Regions from separate parts of the Drosophila melanogaster genome. Here region 1 is linked to region 2. The links are chromatin contacts, called in public Hi-C maps. All regions are on one chromosome and are shown on one strand. The core of a region is the stretch at or near the end of the contact, and the rest is flanking DNA. Distances in the headings are between cores, read along the strand shown. Region 1 holds the start of dsx (doublesex). Region 2 holds the start of alpha-Est8 (alpha-Esterase-8).

Region 1 (5,699 bases), core at 1,210-3,709, 450 kb before region 2:
TCAAAAGCATGATTCATTAAAAAATATGGTAATTCAAGGAAAGTTTGGTTATAAAATTCTAAAAATATTCTATGGTAATAACTTCTTCCGCCACTTTCGACCTAAAGTAATACATTCAAAGTAGATGCAATTTTTCTCAGTGTACTTATCTACCCACTACCGCAAACTAAGCCGAAAGACCTCCTTCCGAGTCGCTAACAATGTACAACAACTTGTAGAATGGCCATAACAATTATAAAACACGAACACGAGTCGCTCGCGGGGAATTGCGATTGCAATGGTAGGCAGCGGGGTGAGGTGTCTGCGGAGGCAGACTGCGGTTGGCAACTTGGATTACCTTTATCTGGCTGCCGGGTCATCCGGAGAATTCTGCGCCCAGCACTTGGCAGCATTCCCCGATGTCGTCGCTGTGTCGTGTATCTTTGGTGCGGCTTTCGAGGTGACAACTGCGACAGCTAAACGTCAATTTGTATAAATGTTTGCAATTGCCACCGATGCGTCGGTTGTGGTGAGTGTGGAGTTGTTAAAAATAAAACACACTGAACGCTGATGATCGATGCGGGGGTCGCAAAGGTCCTACAAGGAAAAAAGAGTATCTGTCAGATGCAGAGAGTGGAACTGGGAGCAAGAGAGCAGATCATAAATAAATATTTCCTTAGCAATTTGCATTTTTTCTGACCGCCCGAGTGTTTGTTGTTTGCCGTTCTGCCCCAAGTTTGTTGGCGTTTTTTGAGAGCGCACTCGGCCAAACGAGTTTCGATTCGGATGCGTATCCGCGAGATACTCTTCCCGCGCCGCTCTTTGCTAATTGATTTATGAGATTGCAAATGCAGATGCCCCCAGCCAAGCTCTTTCGACACTCCGCCATAAAAAGGGCTAAAATTTGTGCGATCCAAGGTACAAGAAATGGTGCAAGAAATGCGCCTTTAAAGCTATGTGAATTTTATCGTTCTACAATCGGCACGGGATCAATTGGTGAAGATGTAAATCGGATTTGGATGAAAAATGTATCCCCTTGCCTATGCAATATATACAGTTTCATGCAAATCAATGACAAAGCCTTCCGCTCTCACTTTCGTAAACATTTTTTAAATAATATGTTGTAGTACCCTAGTATGCAATTATATTAAGTTTTCACATTACCTCGATGATATTGATAGTTAATATAATAAGTAAGTAATTTTCTTTAAATTCAATTTTTGTATGAGCAAGTCAAAATAATTACATAAATTCATTAAATTTAAGTCACTTTATCACTTCATTTATTTAAATATTAAATTAATAACTTTTGTCTCTGAAACACTAAACGAGAATCAAAAACGGTTAATTAATGAGTATTATCTTAATGTTTTCTGATCGCTGAGCCATTCATTCCCCTACAATTTGGTCACCAATGGGAAACTACTGAAGTACCGAAGGCCCTTTCGAAATCGATTCACTGCCCAAAAATCGAACTCTCGACCATTTTTGGTTACCTTTTTGGGAGTTGCGTGCATCGCCTGAGGGAAGTATCTTTTAATGGAGCCGAGCTTCGGCAAAATTATCTCCGCCGTACTGTATAAACGATCCTGACTAATATAACGGCTGACGATGAAAGGGGACCTTTCAATGTGATAAATGCGAGTGCGACACACGCAAATCGCTGCGTCTAAAGGTGGCATAAATACGCGGCGCAGGCCGAAACCCAGCTGAGTGGTTCGACCTATATCGTCGGCTAGACGCCCAAACCCGATTCGATGCTCCCCATATCTGGCGCTTCTTCTTCTCGCGCCACGCGGAAAGAGAACGGAAGAGAGAGAGAGAGCGACCAGAGTGCAAATTTACGATCGGCACATGCAGGCGGGAGACGTCAATGTACGGCAACAAAGTTGCTCCACTCGAGCTTCTCGCAGAGATTCGCAAAAAAACACGCGAACTTCAAGAGAGAATCGCTCAGAGAGGAAGAGCACGTCTTCGATGTTTTATGCTCCCCATTAATGGGGCAAATGCACTTTACACTCTCGCAGACCCGTTTCTCTCCGTAACTCTCTGTTGCCCAAGATGCTTTCGTTTGAGTTCTTCACATACCAACGTTGCTTCGAGCTTATGAGTTTGCTAAAAATCGTGGGAACCGATGAAAGAAATGCCCTTCTATCGTATAAATGTTTCTGTTTAAAAACTATTTACTTAGTATTTAAAATAATTGACCGTTTTTCGTATTTCACATATTAAATAGCAACACAGAAGTAATGAATATTTTAAAACATTTTCCGTTCAAATACATAATTTTTTAAAATACATTTTATTTGGCTGATATTAGCGGAAATTAGCCCTTAAAAGTATGCAACGCAGGTAAGGAGAATTAAGTATCCGCAGTGCGGAACCTATATTTTTCGCGGCGAATTTAGCTCATATTACATACGATTTAATAGTTTGCAATACTTTTTTATAGTTCATAGTTCATATTGTAAGAATTGTGTTTAAATTATGTTATTTTTAGCATGGTTTACTTATGGAAAAGAGCATAGTTAAGGGTTTACAATGAAAACGGTCAAATAAGGGTATCCATATCTGGTACCAAACCAATTTGCTTTCTCCCAGTTGATGTGCAGTGCATCCAGCAGTCGAGCAGGTTGGATGCTCGCACTCGTTTCTTTTTTCGCGGTGCAGCAACCAGAGTGCAAATACAAATAGCAAGAGCGTTGCGTCGCCAGTCGGTGGGCCCGTCTCTGTGCCAGAAACACATGCTCAGTTTTAGGTCCGCCCGTCCGCCTGAATGTCCGTGTATCTGTCCGCTGTCTTTTGGTCTGCTAGTCGGACTGGTACTGGTCCGAGTGTTAGTATCGTGCACGGGGAGCTTTAGCTTTGTGGCCGCAACCAGTTTGCTGGCATCGATCGTCCTTTGCAGGTCGTGCATGTCGCGTTGGCGTCTCGCGCCGTCCGCGTTCCGTGCTCGAAATCACAATCTCAAGCTGAAGTGAAAAGAACTGGAGCGGATTCGGTACAAAATTCTGTGCGATAGTTTTTAGTTGCTGTGCGAGGTCCGAAAATATCTCTAAAATGCGTTGACCTACAGGGAACCAGATCGAGCCGCGAGTGCCATGCTAAACAAAGTCGTTTGCGGCTACAGCTTGTACGGTTTAAGATAACAAATAAAAGAAATAAATTTTTACCGGCTTCACACTCTCACTCTCGGTCCACGAAGCACTCCTGACCGTCTCGTACCCAGCCGATCGGACTCCCCGTATCTCATCGAGTTCGCCGAGTGCTAGTGCTATATTCTCTCACTTTGCTTGCATAACCAAGAGCAAAGCACACCTCGCGGAGGCAGATCGCAGATGCAGATACAGATACATATACTGCTAGTGGTCTAGTAGTGGACCTGGAGATACTCTAGCGAGTGCATGCAATTGGCATTGTACCTGGTAAGTGAACGATGAGTTACGAGCGCTCTGCGGCCAAAATGTGCCACCACTCCGCTCCGTTTTGCCACCTTTTTGCCCGGCATTTGGGGGCGTTGCAAACTGCCTTGTAATTGCCTGACATAAATGCTCGTGTGTACAAGGCTTAATGGCGATAGCAGCAGGTACGCTCAGCGATTGCCATCTACAACTGGCGGTATGACTGCTGAATGGGGGGGAGCCAGGGGTTCAGGCTATTGTCTGACTTCCAAATTAAACAGGAAACGAGCAACAGGTCGCGTTTTACAGCCACACTATGAGACTCCCGCATTAGTTTCTAAGATTGGGATAGCGTAGGCCATTGCCATTGTCGTTTGCGATCGGCTATCCTAGATGACTGCATACATATAAGGCAAATTGGACCAAGGTCTAAGTGGTTATGAGGAAAATGCAAATGACAAATACGGAAACCAACTGGCTTAAAACGATAAACACGTGCTGAATATTTTTATTCAAATTAAAGTTGAAGCGAAGGCGTTTCTTGTTAATTTTAAAGCTTACCATCGATTATTCACGAGTGCTGCAATTATAAAAAATATATGTAAATTAGAACTTAAATTTTTGCCAATGCTCATTGTGTATAGCGCGAAAGGACAGTTTACCTTTAATATTTTGTGTTATCTTGGGGATAATTATTCATTTCTTTTGGCTATTATTCTTGTCATTTGTAGTCGAAATAACATAGTTAGCCTTGCTAAGTTAAAACTCATATTTTAGTGGGCGTAAGAGATCATTAGTAGAAACTGCAGCTTGCTTTCACTCACGAAATCTCGACTTTCATGAAGACGGATGACGCAAATGGCAAGATCGAGTACACCTGTCTGTAGTCTTAAAAAAAAAGGTATAAGAACCTAGCATGCCGTTTGACTCCTCAGCAAACATGCAGACTTTTTACTCATAGATTTATATTAAGTAAGTTATTAAACCATATTAGCAAGACGAATATTTTAGTATAATATAAATCTGAGCTTGGTACATTTTCCCAAGAATATATACAAATATAAAATACCTGTAAATGCATTTTTCTTAGTGCACAGTTATAATGATCTGTACTCAACTTTTTAAGCTGCACCCCACTTGCAATTATCATATAATCGACTTAAGGTGCTTTTGCCATTTATAACGCCGAGCTGTCCTTGGCCCATTAATAACCTGAAGTGGGTTCTTATCGTGATCTCTTCCGCTTTAGACAAATTAATTGAGCATACATGCGCAAGCTGCACATTTTTTATGCTCGCCCGTAATCAATTTAATCCGCTTTTCCTTTGGCAACTTTGACCACTGTTTCCCTGCTTATATTTGTCATTATTTCCACCAAACACAAATATTGAAAACTGATAGCCAGCAGGGTCTTTCTCTTAAAGTGGCTCTTCGGAGGAATTATTTCTCTGCGGGTCTCTCAGCTCATACAAATTAGAGGCGACATGCAAGATAAGCAATCTTGTGCAGTTTTTAAACACACAGGCAAAATAACAACATTTTGCCGTGGCCAGCGGGAGGCGGTGGAAGAAGGGGGCGGGTATCTGGTGCTAGCACGAATGTGAGACCCGTTATCAGCACATCGTTCATGCTCAATTTACCCTCCATTTAAATACAGGGTATTAACTCTTTAGACTCCGAAATTAAGTCATTACAGCAAACGAAAATTGAGACAGACAAACGCTCACACTACATGTCACCTAGCTAATAGATTAAAATTCTCATCGATACTGGCTTTCGTCTATGTCACATATATTTCTCCCTATCTTTCGTTCATTAGGTTCTAATCAATCGTCAAACATTTTGAGTGTGAATCTGTGTGCATAGGCAAGTTCAATGAGTCACCATAATGTCAAACTAAGTGCAAATTAGATTAAACACGAATCAAACACGCCAGCAGGTGTGGAGAAAGTGGACAAGAAGTGTAGAAGAATCTTATATTCCCTATCTATATAATATAGAAATATTAACCACATTCTTCCCATGTATACTTTTTACTTATATTACTTATATTATTTGGTTTTTTTATTATTGATATGTAATTGATTGATGTAAAGCTTTTTTTATTTTTGTGCTTTAGAGGGCCATTTATCGATTTACGAGTATCAACATATTTATAGGCTTAACTTATTTAAGCAGGTAACAATATTTTGGTTCTTTAAGTTTGAGTAAACCCATTAAATTAAAAAAAATGTTTTTTAGAATTCCTCTTTTCCATTAATTGTTATTATATTTTAATATCTTTCTAAAATTGTTATATATCATATGTATATATGTATA
Region 2 (6,256 bases), core at 3,202-5,701:
CTCCGAGGAGCTCATTTTTCCGTACCGCATTATGCGGTTGGGACGCGGTGTCAAGGGGGTCAGCCATGCCGACGATTTGAGCTACCAATTCAGCAGCCTGCTGGCTCGCCGGTTGCCGAAGGAAAGTCGCGAGTACAGGAACATCGAACGAACCGTGGGCATCTGGACCCAGTTTGCTGCCACGGGTAATCCCTACAGCGAGAAGATCAACGGTATGGACACTCTGACCATTGATCCAGTTCGCAAATCCGACGAGGTCATCAAGTGCCTCAACATCAGTGATGACCTGAAGTTCATCGATCTGCCTGAGTGGCCCAAATTGAAGGTCTGGGAGAGCCTCTATGACGACAACAAAGATTTATTGTTTTAAATTTAACTTACTGTTCTGTACAGCCTAACAAAGAAGTCTCTAGAAACTGTAAATAGGTCAAAATGCTTTATAAAATATATTCTGCAATTGGATTGTTTTGCTTTATAACTAGTTTGCCCAATGATTGCATGTGGATGAGAAATCCTAGTTTAGGTGAGATTTAAAAATATATATTTCTATTTATCTCTATATTTACCTCAGTTTACGCCATTTATTTAAATGCTTGATAACTTCTTAATAAGTTTGAATATAAAAACAATGTTCGACATGCCCTTTTGACTTTACTGTCAATAGCAATAGGAAAATTAAATTTTTAGACTTTTTTAAATTAACAAGTTTTTTTCCGAGATCTAGGGAAAACAAAGGAAAGGAACTCTGATCCCGTTGATAGAATGGCTGCCACTCGTCGTCTGACACGGGAACTCTCCGATCTGGTTGAGGCCAAGATGAGCACTCTGCGCAACATCGAGAGTAGCGATGAGTCCCTGCTGATGTGGACGGGTCTTTTGGTTCCGGAAAAGGCGCCCTACAACAAGGGCGCCTTCCGCATCGAAATCAACTTCCCGCCCCAGTATCCCTTTATGCCACCAAAGATCCTATTCAAGACGAAAATCTATCACCCCAACGTGGATGAGAAGGGGGAGGTGTGCCTGCCCATCATCAGCACAGACAACTGGAAGCCCACAACGCGCACAGAGCAGGTGCTCCAGGCCCTGGTAGCCATCGTCCACAACCCGGAGCCAGAACATCCGCTTCGTTCTGACCTGGCCGAGGAGTTCGTAAGGGAGCACAAGAAGTTCATGAAGACGGCCGAAGAGTTCACCAAGAAGAATGCGGAGAAGCGACCAGAGTGAAGTCAGCCGCAGCTCACATTTATTTGTATATCAAAATTATATATAGTTTGGACCATCAATTAAAACTTGTCAGACATAAGTTGTCCATATTTTGAATGTTCGCTAAGATATATGTATGGCGCATTAAATGGACGGTAATTCGATAAAAAAAATGGGCAAGAAAAAAAGTACAGTTAAAAAGAAATTCAAAATATTTTTCAAAATTGAGGTAAAAAAATTGTGGCCGTTGGTAAGCGTGGAATACATGTTGTTGGTTTATTGCTACAATCGTAGCCAACTCTTGGCTACTTGGCGGTGATTGTGGCCGGTGTCTAGCAATCTACTAAAGAAAACTTGTGCTTCAGCGCCTGTAGAATCTGCATGCTTGATTTCCCATTTCTAGCCATTATAGTTCCCGAGTTCACTCGGATATTGATCCTATATATGTACACATATAATTGATACCTATTACTTGATATACCCCTTTGTCTACGAGTAACGAATTTAATCAAATTACATTAATGTATCATTAACAGTAACAACAGGCAACCGCATTTGGCAATATCGTATTGGTAATTATAGCAATCATATTTACCTAATACAGTTACACATATACGCATAAGCTATCAAATATTGACCACATTCATCACTTTGGACGTCAGGTAGTCCACGTAGTGACGAAGCGTACCAGTAGCGTCTGCGAAGGATAATAACATACTTTCATATATACACGATAATAAAAGTCTGCTGCCGATTATAGCGAGTACCAATAGATATATACCAATAGAACACAAAAACTAAAGGAATTGTAAAACAAGCCTTTGAAAAGCCTAGAATACGATTCTGGGCTAGTGTTGACGTACGAAATATATTACAAAATTCTATCTGTAAACACGGTTTTAATAAAATCCATGTAAGAGTATTACCAAAGACATTAGAACATTATTCTAGTGTCTTAATACTAAACACTAGGTTTTAGGAAAATTTTTTTTAGTAAATGTTTGGTCGGTTTGTTTGTGTGAATCAGAATGATTTATCCTAAATTACCCCTTTTTTCATAAATCACCTCGTTTTAAGAAAGTTTAGTTTTGACACTTTTGAAAAAACCTGGTAGTTTATCGGGAAAACAGCTTTGAATACACCTTTTACTTTAGAACATCTGGGAATTAAGGCTTCCGCAAAAGGTCGCTCAAAAAGCATTTCCAAGTGCTTGGTACCATTTTTAAACGTTGTAGATCACTGTCAAAATTGGATACGTACTACTCCGATTGTTTTATATTGTTGTATACTACTTACCTTTATTCTATACTTTTTCAAATTTATGCATTTTTAGAGCCGTTACATGTAGAGTAAATGGGTATACTAGGTTCGTTAAAAAGTATGTATATATAGTCTGATCAGGATCAATAGTCGATCCGGCCATGACCGTCTGTCTTTATATGTAACCGTTTCGATATCAGAGATCTCTCAAAAAATCAAAAAATTGGGCGTGGCAACATCTCTTGTCTATGTATTTGGAATTTGGATACCAAATATCTACTTCCTGATATCCTGACGTTCATACGGACGGACATACAGCCGGATCGACGGCGGTCGGATAGACGGTCATGGCCAGATCGAATCTCAAATACCCTTTTATTATATGAGTAACATGTATAAAAATATGTATTTTAGCTGCTTTAAAAAAAAACTATCACATAAAAGCAACGAATTAAGCCTGTTAGCTGTAATGCATATAGTTGCGTTAAAATAAAAAAAAGGGTATATATAGTGCTCAAGAACCGATATCATTATGTAGTTTTTGCCTTCTCAATCGAAAATAAACAGAGTCGCCCTATCATCAGAAGTGCTTAATGTCCTTCAAGTTATTTATGGGCCTATGCAAGTTGCACTGAACGGAACCACTTGCTGATTACATAATATTTTTTTTTTCGACAAAATGAAACACAGAGACACGTTAGCACTGCGGTGTGCTTAGTACATTTGGAAACAATAGATCATAAATCCGAACCGCTTGGCATCAGTTTAAACAATAAAAATGGACTCAAGCCTGGTAGAGATGATGTGATCTCAATAAATTAACCGACAAATAAATTCAAAGCGGCGTCAACAGTAGGCAATTACTCTTGCTGACTTTAATTGAGCAATTACGTTGGGAACAAAATTTGTCATATAGAAATGAAAAGCGATTTCCGTTCTGTTAAAGCCATCCATGAACTTGATACAAGCACGTAAGATTGCGTGGCTTGGTGGGAGGAAATAGGGGAGAAGTAAGATATAATATTCTATAATTACATGAACTACATGGTGTTATTGGTGCTTCCTCATGGGGGAACGAACTCAATTAGCTGGGAGTGTATTTTTTGATGGTCAGCAATATTTCTATATTGATTTCGTGTAATACCTTTGTTCTTCAATTCTAGCCGTTGATAATATTCCCAGTTGCTTTGCTAATTGCACCATATATGTAGTTTTATCATGGTCATATCTAAGGGAAATATAATTGTGTTCAATAGCTCAAATTAAATTATCTCAATAACTTATTAATGCGGAAAACTGGTTTGTATAAATGTATAAATAAGTAAAATATATATAATTGCGTTTCATGAGTTTTAGGTGAAATCTGGTTATATTTTTTCTTGAGTAACGACCTTTATTATTGATGTTTCTAAATGTATGTTCATAAATTATTATTGTGCAGTAATAAGTTAAATATTATTCTATGATGGGCTTTCTTTTCCTGAGCCAATAAAAAAACACCTATAAAAAATAACTATCTGTAAATATTTAGTTTTAAGTTTATGGCAATCGTTGACAGCATTTAATTGATTTAGGCCTCAATTAATGTAATCACTTCTATATAACCGGGCAGTGAAGCTCCGCCCAAAAACCGCAATAACATTAATAACAATCGCGGGGGGCTGATAGCCGAATAGCGGGGCATGCTATAAACAATAAACAACACGGCAGCAACAAAAACGATAACGCCTAAACAAAACAACGGCGCCCAGAACAGCCAGCAAGCAAGCGACTCAGTCGAGCCAAAGCATTTATTTGAGTGCACAGCACACACAGACGCGCGGCCAGCTAGCGCTAGAATATCACTCATACGACCCCGTGGCCAGTGCGGAATGGGCAAACGAGTGGAAAAATCACCATCATCGACAAGCTGTGTGTGCCTGTGTGCATGAGTGTGCGAGACGAACGTCGGCGGGCACTAAACTTAGCCGGCGCTTACTTTAAATGCTCAGTTGCCGAGCGGACCCTGAGTAAAGCGCAACGCCAGCCTTAGATTCTCGGGCTGGAAATCAGAGGCAGTAACAGTCGTCCCGTTCCCGCGATTCGGTGCCTTTTTTCAATTATTTCGCATCTGTAAAAGCAGAGCAGTTACGGTGGCCGCAACAAGTGATGTGACATTGGGCTTTGTGAAGCGAGAACTAAATAGAAATCTAAACTAATTCCTCCAAATACAAAAAAAATATATATATATACAAATCGAAAGTTTAAGGGCTAACGGCTGATACGACTCCCGTTACGCATTCGCCCCGTTGTCCAGCTGGGATTTTATACAATTGGCGTCCTCGTTTATTTTCACTGGGATTTCGAGCAGCGTGCCAATTGTGTTTTGTGTATTTAATAGTTTCGCATATATAGGCGAATATATCCGGAAGGGAATTGATTGTGGCCAGCGGCGTGAGACCACAGCAAGATGTCATTCGATATAGCCGTGGCCGATCAGATGCGCATTGCACTGAAGTAAGTCCCCCCTCCCCCACAGTCCTTCAAGTGGCATGCATGTTTATAATATCTAACGTATTCATACCTATTAAAGCGAAGCATTTCTAAAATATTCTATAACAAAATTTCTAAAGCAAAAACAAAAGGATTTCAACTATTTTTCAACAAAAATTTCTTAATCACTCATTAATAATTTTATCATGTTCAGCACAAGCATATTTGTAAAACCGCCTCTCAGGCAGACGATGCTTTTTTGTTTGCTACAAACCAACATTCCGCTGCACTAGAGTCTAGTAAATCCATCAATCAGTGAGGTCAATTGGGTTTCACGCTTTTTAGTATTATAACCACCCGGTTGCCGTGACCATACGAGTCTCAAGTTGAGAAGCCCTGATAACAGAAGTCCGGCCCGCCAAGCCTCATTTCTTATCAAGCGATTACAGGCTGCTGAAGCAAAGACCCGAATCCGGTTCACCGCTTGGGTCTTATTAATAGTCATAAAGCGGCCGATAATGTCTCGATTCTGCATCCGCATCATCGACATTGGCGATAACCAAATCAAATCGTCATCAAATCAAAGTCTCGCCAAAGTTTGGCAATAAAATTCAAACACCAAATGATCAGCAGACATCTGGTGTGAACCTTGTACCGCCCGAAAATTACACATCAGTTTTGGAAATCAGAATCGGGGCTCTTGAGTGCGAAAAAGTTCAAGCGAATTATTTGGACGCGAGTCACACACAATTGATAACGCACAACTTATTACTGTTCCTCCTGTTTGAGCCAATTATCAATTATCGGTATCGGCCAATAGGCTGATAAGATTTTAAACTACCCTAGCTTAATAGCTTAATACGGTGCGTCAAAAGAAGCAAGTGTCTGCGATCCTCTAATTTAAGTCTTTTACGAGCAGTTCTATCAACTGAGTTCTTTGAAAAGGTAAAAAACTGCCTGGTGACAATCGAAAAAATTATTTAACAAGAATCACGTTTGGCAAATGTCAAGGCAATTACAATAACTTGCAGCTTCAGCACAAAAGTTTATGCTTATAGGCAAAAAACTTGGCTAAAAGCAACGAAGCCGAAGAAAAATAGCAGTTAAAAAGTTAAACGAAGAAGTCAAGCAAGGTAAACAAGAAGTAAAAGAAGTTCAACGGGCGAATGCAAAATGTTCGACTTTTGGACAACAAACTTAAACTTTTGTTTATTTCGTACACTAATAGAACCTTTTCTTGTTTCAAATGGCCTGGTTTTTTATAATATTTGCTTAAATTCCGCATTGTTGTAAATTTTTTGGATAAGAACTTTTGAGCACA

What was found. A called contact is a pair of places that touch in the nucleus more often than the background predicts.
Region 1: a Hi-C map of the Kc167 cell line shows a contact between it and region 2, with 4 times the contacts expected there. The contact joins the promoter of dsx here to the promoter of alpha-Est8 in region 2.

The regions. Positions count from the first base shown.
Region 1 is chr3R:7,964,168-7,969,866 of dm6, reverse strand. dsx (doublesex) reads left to right here and starts at 2,459. Exons shown (of 5, transcript NM_169202.1): 1 at 2,459-3,404.
Region 2 is chr3R:7,513,865-7,520,120 of dm6, reverse strand. alpha-Est8 (alpha-Esterase-8) reads left to right here and starts at 4,451. Exons shown (of 4, transcript NM_079535.3): 1 at 4,451-4,959. The coding sequence starts at 4,913. Ubc84D (Ubiquitin conjugating enzyme 84D) reads left to right here and starts at 665. Exons shown (of 1, transcript NM_079536.3): 1 at 665-1,301. The coding sequence starts at 763. The coding sequence ends at 1,224. alpha-Est7 (alpha-Esterase-7) reads left to right here. Exons shown (of 6, transcript NM_079537.4): 6 at 1-558. The coding sequence ends at 370.